Regions from separate parts of the Danio rerio genome. Here regions 1 and 3 are each linked to region 2. The links are chromatin contacts, called in public HiChIP or PLAC-seq maps. All regions are on one chromosome and are shown on one strand. The core of a region is the stretch at or near the end of the contact, and the rest is flanking DNA. Distances in the headings are between cores, read along the strand shown. Region 1 holds the start of erap1a (endoplasmic reticulum aminopeptidase 1a). Region 2 holds the start of ube2l3a (ubiquitin-conjugating enzyme E2L 3a). Region 3 holds the start of tor4aa (torsin family 4, member Aa).

Region 1 (3,319 bases), core at 344-2,843, 240 kb before region 2:
AAAAGGTAAAACTCAACCATTTAATACTTTAGGAGTTGTACAATGACTCTATTTTCAAACAAAGTAAGAAAAATGGGAAAATATAATCTTGGATGAACATCTTTATTTCTGAGAAATGCTAATGGTCTAATCCGATTCAATGATCTATGCTAAGCTAAGCTAAAAGTGCTCTAGTCAGGCCTGGAGATTGGCTGAATGCATTGAAAAATGCTAAAACGTAACTATTTAACTCTTGAGAGTTGTAGATTTAGCCTATTTAAAAAATAGTTTAGGATTTCTTCATGCCAAAAACAAGACAAAAAAGATGTTATATGTCCTAACTTCTTCACATGACATGACTGTATGCACTTTTAGATCTCTTTTTTGAGAGGTTTGTGTTGATGTACTGTGTTTTTGCTGTTTAGACAACGACCATCACAAATGCTAATGCAGGAAAGGAAGAGAAGCTGTGATGTCCTGGAAGCTGATTGGACGGTGCTGGACTGAGCAGAGTAGAAAGAAACCTGCAAAATAAAAGATTCTTTAGCTTTGTCTATTAAAATAAACAGGTAATTTATTATTATTGTTATAATTTTGGGGTGTAAAACAGTACGTGCTTTTAAGCACATAGATAATGGGAAGAATTGTGTCGGTGGGCCTTTGTAAAGGTTTTTATCCATTAAAATGAACGTTGACTCACTTTAGAATGTAAAACCTTTATTCAATTTTATTTTGTTATGATTTCTGGCAGCTATGAAAGTGTAATCCTTGTATGAAACTGTCAACTCATAAACGGATATGACTGTTTGTAGTGCTGTACAATGGTTTTATTGTATGTTCTTGTATTTATTGTATTTTTTAAAATTGGTTTTATTGTTTTCTTTTCTTTTTACATGTGAGTTTACAATGGTGGGCTAATGTCAGATCTCTTTTAAAATCATTTTGATGAATTGGATTTTATTGATTTGTATTTATCTTTTTTTTTTTTTTGTTACTGAGCATTGAAGCATTACTGTTATAAAGCATTCACATACATAACTAGATTTCTGATGGTTAAGATCTAGTGAAAGGTCACTTATTGGAAATACTGCCAGAATTTTCCCTTGCAATTAAATAATTATGAGTCCACCCAAACACTTCAGACTATTTTGACAATGAATTATTATTTAAAATAAAGTGTTTAAGAAATTAAGGTTTACAATCAGTGAATATAATTGTATTAGATACAATTAGCAAAACTATTTTGTCTTTTTCTCAGGGACCATTTATACTTTCTAATAGTCTGAACAAAAGCATGTTTATTTGTCTTCCAGGATCTGAACTAAAGTAAGTTGGAGGAAAACCCCATGTAGTACCTTTCATTTCTTTTGATTTTGTCTAATTTTAAAACCACAATAAAAATCACGTTTCGTTTTGTTACTAAGACGTCCAATAAAATGTAAATAATCGATTTTGAAACGTATCTATTTTGTAATAAATGTTTTTTGACCCGCAGCGACAGATGTCGCTGTTTTTCCCAGCTTTAAAGCGTAGCTCATTAATATTAACAAACTTTTGATTACGTTTCATAGGAAACGTAAGCTTATTAATATTCAACAGCCGGATATTCGCGCTGTGATTCGCTTACGGCACGTTACGTAATTAATATTCATGATAAACAGTGTTCGCCTCAGCGTTTGAAACGCTGTTTATTTTAACAAAGATAGCGTTATTCGACATATATAAAGCTATATCGTGTGTACATGCAGTTATAGCATATAATACTATAATATGAGGGCAAAATGAGACGTCTGACAAACCAGGAAATGCGATTGATTTGGAGGACAACTGCGTAGTTTCACTTTCATTTACGTTACCAATCGGATATCTTGCAGGTTCGTTCGAAACTTTTTTTCGCCTATTGTAATTAATGTCGTATAATTCGTGAGCATATTTGTCGCTTTGTGACGTCTAAACATCGCATACTATCTCATGTGTGTCAAACAAGTGACAAGAGCACATAATCCTAATCAAACGCTCTGAAAGCTGACGTTAAACTCATATTTTCCGCCATGCTATTCTTAGCAAAGTATTTTCATTTTACATTAGTAGCTTTGTTCTGTGCTCTTTTTGCTGGCAACCATGCCATGACCGTCAACAAGAACAAAACCGTGCTGCCTTTCCCCTGGGATAAGATGAGGTTGCCAGAAATTGTCAAACCCCAGCATTATGACCTCCTCATTCACCCCAACTTGACCTCTCTGACGTTTACTGGAGAGGTTCAGATCCAAATAGAGGTAAAACAGGACACGAGGGCAATCATCCTCCACAGCAAGAACCTACAGGTCTCCAAAGCTCTTCTTTTGGGCTCCAGACAACATCATCATCATCAGGATCTTCAGATCAGTGAGTTTGAAGCCAATGAACAGATTGCACTCTTCTCTGAAGGCTTCACTTTCGAGAAAGGGAGCCATGTGGTGCATTTGGAGTTCTACGCCAACTTATCTGACAGCTTCCATGGCTTTTATAAAGGCCAGTACACTACAAATAGTGGGGAGGTTAGGTAAGACACATACATTGTTGGTTCAGAATACATACACAAGCAGTCAAAAGATTGCAAACAGTAAGATGTTTTAAAACACAGGCCTAAGTCTCAAACTGGATTCCTGAAGGGCTGCAATTGCACAGTTTGGCTCCAACCCTGAGTTGGAGGTGGTTGAAGCTAAACTATGCAGAGGTGCGGCCCTCCAGAAATTGAGTTTGAGACCATTGTTGTAAAAGAAGCCAATTCTACGCACCCATACTTCATTTATTTGATGAAAAGTACAGTAGATAATTGTGAAATATTATTACAATTTTAAATAACTGTTTTGTTATTTAATGTAGTATCAAATTTAATTAATTCCTGTCATTCAACGCTGATCACCATCAGTCTTCAGTGTCGCATGTTCCTTCAGAAATCATTATAATGTGATGACTTACTGCTCCATTATTCATTCATTCATTTTCCTTTAGCTTAGTCCCTTTATTTATCAGGGGTCACCACAGCGGAATGAACCACCGATTTATCCAGCATATGTTTTAGACAGAGGATGCCCTTCCAGCTGCAACCCAGTACTGGAAAACACCATACACACTTATTCACTAACATACACTATGGACAATTTAGTTTATTCACTCCCCCTATAGTGCATGTGTTTGGACTGTGGGGGAAATCCACACCAACAAGGGGAGAACATGCAAACTCCACACAGAAATGCCAACTGACCCAGCCGGGGCTTGAACCAGCGACCTTCTTGCTGTGAGGTGATCGTACTACTCACTATTAAACTTCCAAACACATGCTCTGTAGGGGAGTTGA
Region 2 (3,009 bases), core at 228-2,727:
TCAGCCAAACGAGAAAGCTGTCATCTTTTACTCAACCTTCACTTGTCACAAACCTGATTGACTGACTGAATTCTGTTGAACACGAAAGAAGATATTTTTAAGACCCTGTAACACAGTGGTCACCAAACTTGTTCCTGGAGGGCCGGTGTCCTGCAGATTTTAGCTCCAACTCTAATCAAACACACCTGAACAAGCTAATCAAGGTCTTACAAGGTATACTTGAAACATCCAGGCAGGTGTGTTGAGGCAAGTTGGAGCTAAACCCTGCAGGGACACCGGCCCTCCAGGACCGAGATTGGTGACCCCTGCTGTAACCATTGACTTCCATAGAATTTGTGTTTCCTACTAAAATGGTAACAGGTCTGTAACATTTTTTAAAATAACTTATTTTGCATTCAACAGAAAAAAGAAACTCATAAATGTTTGGAACCAATTAAGGGGCGAGTAAACAGTGAGTAAACGTTCATCTCGGGGTGAACTATACCTTTGAGACAATTTCTTACAGAATTATCACACTCACAGGGACGATTAGTCCTTGCCAGGTCAGAATATTTGACTCATCCACCTGAATGTTGCGGAAATTTTTCATTCCAGACTTGCGGATCTCATCAAGTTCCTATAAAACACAGAGTATGAGGCAACCAAGACATCTGACATCTCTTGAATTGTTGAGAGATTTGAGGAACCACAAAGTGAGAACAAAATGCTTTCGGTTTTACCGTGATCATGTTCAGGCAAAACACTGACTACTGTTATTTCTTCACTTTACGAGTCCAAAAAAAACCCAAAAGTTTTAAATATGCCCATAGTTATTTAAATCTGAATTAAGAACGGTCTTAAAGTTAACTAATGTCAAACTATTTCAGTACAATATAACGTTAAACAATTTAAAACAAGGCAGCATTCACACTTCCTGTTTCTCTTTCTGATTGTATCAAATAATCAGATTACACATTAGGATCGCCCATAAAACTTTGTCAGTCATAATTAACTATTAATTACATTTTAATTTAGACATTATGTTTGCTTTGTTCTTAGTTGATAAACTTACTGATAAGCTAGTTTCTGTCTGTCTTATCAAACTAGCATCACCTGTCAACGAAACCAATCTTTAATAGGCATACAAAAGTTTATTTTAACCCACACCCTAAATCATACTCGTTTAGAACAGAGTTTGTTTTATTCGCGCTTTTTCTGATCGTTTATTACCATTTTAAAGGTTTATTCGAACTACAGCTAAGCTCGTTAGCTTCTTCCTTATCATCCACGTTACAATTCTCCCCAGAGTGCTCTAAAGTTTCATGTTTCGAATTAACAGCGATTTAACTTCTCGATGAGTCAGTTTACGTTGATTAAACGTGTAAATTCTGTATTTAGCACACATTAAAGCTGATTTTTCAGAATATTTACCTTATGCAGTCGCCTGCTCGCCGCCATCTTGGATCTGCTTTGTACCCACAATGCAAAGCGCGCTCGATTCACTTCAGTCATTCAAATAAACTAATCAAACTAGTAAATGATCTTTTGACCATCAAATGAGAAACTGTGTCGTTAATAATTCCTAAATAAATCCACTAATTAACAAACAATTATAACCTTTACAAAAACAACCCAAATAATATAAACGTGATTTCAATAAATTCCGCGTTGTGCATAGTTTTAACATATTCATATTTAGATGCTTTAAAAGCTCAATTGAAATGGGTTAAACGTTAATATTGTGATTTTTAAAAAGCGATATCTGTTGTTTTTCCTTAGCTGTTACACTTCGTTTTATAAGTTATAGGGTCTTGGCTGACATGCACATGCTAAGTACGTCCTAGGCGAGTTAGCAAAACAGTACAACAATACAATATATTATATAGTGTCTTATAATAGTAACTTATATATACAAAATACCAAATAACTGACCGAATGGACAACTAGAAATACACATGACGACGTTTTAAATTTTTAATCTGTGTATGTTATTTAGGGAAATATTAGCTATATTTCTCTAAGTAACTTATTAGCATACAATTTACTACGATTTAAAACTGTATGGCCTGCAATTTACTTCAAGTAAGTAAACTAAAACAAGTCCACCAGGGGGTGTAAGAGCACTTCAATAGTGCTGTACACTTACCAAAAGATGAACATTTACATGTGAAACATTGGGCTACGTCATTATAACTTCAAGCCTGACATTTTAGGAGTCTGGTTTATTATAGCAATGTGATGAAAAAACAGATATACTGAAGAAAGAATTAAAAAGTAAAGCTGATTTTTTTAATCTTTCTGTCAGCATATGCTTGGTTCTGTTTCCTTTTCTATACGTCCATACTTCCCTTTCTATACATTCACTTACTAGACCCATTTTTTCACTTCTTCTATTTTAGAGGATATGAACCTGTTAACACCACTAGTTAACACACAACGTTACAACGTTACGTATGTTGCTTCACAAACCTGTTGTTCTGGTTGGTCTTTCACCAGGGGCTTGAAAACCACCAGATGTATTCACAAAAGCTTACAACATGCCCAACATTCATGGTTCAATGTATGAAATACAAGAAGTAAAATCCAATCAATAGATTTCTTTGAAACGACAGGTCTACAGGTATCAGTTTTCAAGATGCTTTTTTATTATTATTTTAGCAAGGATATAAAAGTTCTATATAATCTATAAACACCCTGCTGAAAAATCCAACTTAAACCAGCCTAAGCTGGTTGGCTGGTTTTAGCTGGTTGACCAGGCTGGTTTTAGAGGGGTTTTGGCCATTTTCAGCCTAGCCAAGCTGGGAGTCCAGCCAAAACCAGCTATATCCAGCTTAAACCAGGCTGGTCAAGCTGGTTTTAGCTGGATTTGGCTGGTCATTTTCCAGCCTGACCAGTTAAGACCAGGCTGGAAATGGCTGGAAACCAGCCTAAAAATGGCCAAAACCCCTCTAAAACCTGCCTGGTCGACCAGCTAAAACCAGCCAACCAGCCTAGGCTGGTTTAAGCTGGATTTTTCAGCAGGGCATTCAA
Region 3 (3,078 bases), core at 496-2,995, 200 kb after region 2:
TTGGTTTTATTTTCGCAACGTTCAGACATTCTCCTCAATAATATAATTTCAGAAAAGTATTATTTGCTAATAACTATTGCATTATAATACAATGTTTACAGTCAATTAAATAGAGCTAATGTTGTCATATTTAAATACGTTATCAGAGCGAACATTCAATTTAGCATTGCACATTAAACAATATTGCGACCGTTAAAATGAACGATCATGCGAATATAAAACCAACTTCAATAAAAACTGACTAAGGTAAATTTGGTTTTATTTTCGCATGTTCAGACTTTCTCCTCTATAATATAATTTCATAAAAGTGTTATTTGCTAATAACTATTGCATTATAATTCAATAATGTAAACAGTCAATTAAATAGATCTAATATTGTCATACTTAAATATGATTTGAAAGCAAATATTCAATTAGCGTGGTACTTTAAACAATATTGCAACCGTTAAAATGAACGAACGAGCTAATATAAAACCAACTTTACCTCAATAAAAACTGATTTTTGCTAATGTTGTCATATTTTAATCCGATTTCAGTGCAAATATTCAAATTAGCGTAGTACAAAAAACTATTTTGACCGTTAAAATGAACGATTGAGAAAAAATAAAATCAACTTTATCTCAATAAAAACTGATTGTTGCTAATTTTGTCACAAATTAATTATTAAATATTAATTAAATATTAATTATTAAATAATTATTGCATTATAATTCAATAATGTAAACAGTCAATTAAATAGATTAAATATTGTCATACTTAAATATGATTTCAAAGCGAATATTCAAGTTAGCGTGGTACGTTTAACAATAAGCGACCGTTAAAATGAACGAAATAGCAAAAATAAAATTTACATAAATAAAAACTGATTGTTTCTTATTTTGTCACATTTAAATGCAATTTAAGAGTGAATATTCAAATTAGCGTGGTCCATTAAACAATATTGCGACCGTTAAAATGAACGACCGTGCGAATATAAAACCAACTTTACTTTAATAAAATCTGACCAATCAAAATTTGGTTTTATTTTCGCAATTTCAGACTTTCTCCTCAATAATATCGTTTCATAAAAAGTGTTATTTGCTAATAATGATCTAATATTGTCATTTTCAATACGACTTCAGAGCGTATGTTCAAATTAGCGTGGTACGTTAAACAATATTGCGACCGTTAAAATGAACGAACGAGCGTACAACTACTTCAATAAAAACTGAAAGGTCTCGTTTAACTTATAGTTTAAATTTTACTCCAAAAAAGTCAAGCCTATTTGCTTCAAATGAGAAAACTACATTGAAACTCTCCTCTAAAGGTATAACTCAAACACCGTTTGCTTCTGCAAAGTTCAACATTCCACACATTCTGCTTTTCCTTCACAATCCCCACTGCCACACAGAAGATATGGTTTCCTTCCTGGAAATCCCGTTCGCACACCCCTTTTGGAAAACAAGGGTAATAAAAGTGCCTCGCAGGCTCCTAAATCAAGACTAGACTGCAACTTTTCAAGTCTCCCAGCAGCGCATATGAAGAAGGGAAGTTAAGTAACAGTTGCTTAAGCTTGCAGCGGTTATCTAACTCTATCTATCGGATGCAAGAGCAAAAAACTGCACAGGAAGACGAATGTAAAACTTAAGAGAATGTTTAATGCAATTGAAGTTGGCTTACCTTTAGTAAACAGCCTTGAATTAGAGCTGGCGTGTGGTTTTGAAGCATTGGATCCCTCTAGATGGCTGACTGATGAGGAGAGAGAGCAGCGGAGGAAGCGACTTCCTCACCGCCAAACATTAACATGATACCATGACTCCGCCCACTTTTGTAGGCCACGCCTCCAGCGCTCAGGCCTTCTGAAGCACCTTTGTGCATTTAAAAATAGTTTGTTGCACTTCATTGTGTATTGGGTTACGTCAGTCGATTCAGGGATGGAAAGTAAATCATGTTGAATAGATCTTGCAGTATTGCTGGTGGCAAAGGAATGACATGTTCAATATGTGTAGATTTGTACTGTGTGCAGTGTTGGGTGTAGTTACAAAGTTACTAGCTGCTGTAATTAAATTATTCACTAAAAAGTCATCTAAGGGTTTATTTTTAAGGTTGTTGTTTATTTTTAGGTTGTTTAATTAAAGTTATTTATATTTCCCTTAATGAATTTGAACACAAAAGAAGATATTTTGAAGAATGTGCAACACCTGTAACCATTGACTTGCATTTGTTTGTCCTATTATGGAAGTCACTGTTTTGTTTGGAGTTTATTGTATTGCATTACGTCAGTCGATTTGGAGAAGAAAAGCAAACCATGGTGAACAGATCTTGCAATATTGCTGGTGGCAAAGGAATGACTGTAACGAAATGTTCAATATGTGTAGATTTGTTCTGTGTGCAGTGTTGGGTGTAGTTAACTACACTTAAAAAAACTAATTTTAGTTTATTTCTAGCAGCTTGGATGCCAGAAACAACTGTAAAATAATGACGGTTAAATTACAGAAATATACTGTAAAATAACAGAGATTGAAAAAAAATTGCTGTTATTTAATGGCCACTTTTACAGTAAGTTTCTGTAATTTAATGCCCGTTATTTTACTGTAAATTTCTGTAATTTAATGGTTGTTATTTTATGATCAATTTTAGACATTTAATGAGCGTTATTTAACAGTAAATGTCTGTAATTTAATGGCCGTTATTTTACGGTAAATGTCTGTAATTTAAAGAATGTTATTTTACAGTAAATGTCTGTAATTCAACGGCCGTTATTTTATATAAAATTTCTGTAATTTAATGCCCATTATTTTATGGTAAATGTAATTTAATGCCCATTATTTTACGGTAAATGTCTGTAATTTAATGGCTGTTATTTTATGGTAAATGTCTGCAATTTAATGGCCGTTATTTTACGGTAAATTTCTGTAATTTAATGGCCATTATTTTACGGTAAATGTCTGTAATTAAATGGCCATTATTTCACGGTAAATGTCTGTAATTTAATGGCTGTTTTTTATGGTAAATGTCTGTAATTAAATTGCCGTTATTTTACGGTAAATGTCTGACATTTAATGGCCGTTATTTTACGGTAAATTTCTATATATATAT

Evidence for each region. HiChIP or PLAC-seq counts read pairs in DNA pulled down with a chosen protein or histone mark.
Region 1: an H3K4me3 HiChIP or PLAC-seq map of embryo shows a contact between it and region 2, with 3 times the contacts expected there. The contact joins the promoter of erap1a here to the promoter of ube2l3a in region 2. A contact is called at or near these places in 1 of 18 Hi-C or Micro-C datasets (hematopoietic stem cells) and 1 of 4 datasets of contacts at active chromatin or transcription factors (embryo).
Region 3: an H3K4me3 HiChIP or PLAC-seq map of gastrula embryo shows a contact between it and region 2, with 2.7 times the contacts expected there. The contact joins the promoter of tor4aa here to the promoter of ube2l3a in region 2. A contact is called at or near these places in 1 of 18 Hi-C or Micro-C datasets (an unstated tissue) and 2 of 4 datasets of contacts at active chromatin or transcription factors (embryo and gastrula embryo).

The regions. Positions count from the first base shown.
Region 1 is chr10:3,369,624-3,372,942 of GRCz12tu, forward strand. It overlaps erap1a (endoplasmic reticulum aminopeptidase 1a), which reads left to right and starts at 1,594. Exons shown (of 18, transcript XR_012386076.1): 1 at 1,594-2,521. It overlaps ccar2 (cell cycle and apoptosis regulator 2), which reads left to right. Exons shown (of 19, transcript XM_687505.8): 19 at 405-1,429. The coding sequence ends at 452. All of the region lies in intron 2 of LOC141376286 (a long non-coding RNA gene), which reads right to left.
Region 2 is chr10:3,612,028-3,615,036 of GRCz12tu, forward strand. ube2l3a (ubiquitin-conjugating enzyme E2L 3a) reads right to left here and starts at 1,478. Exons shown (of 4, transcript NM_001002072.2): 1 at 1,411-1,478; 2 at 521-616. The coding sequence starts at 1,437.
Region 3 is chr10:3,807,005-3,810,082 of GRCz12tu, forward strand. tor4aa (torsin family 4, member Aa) reads right to left here and starts at 1,746. Exons shown (of 2, transcript NM_001017561.3): 1 at 1,660-1,746.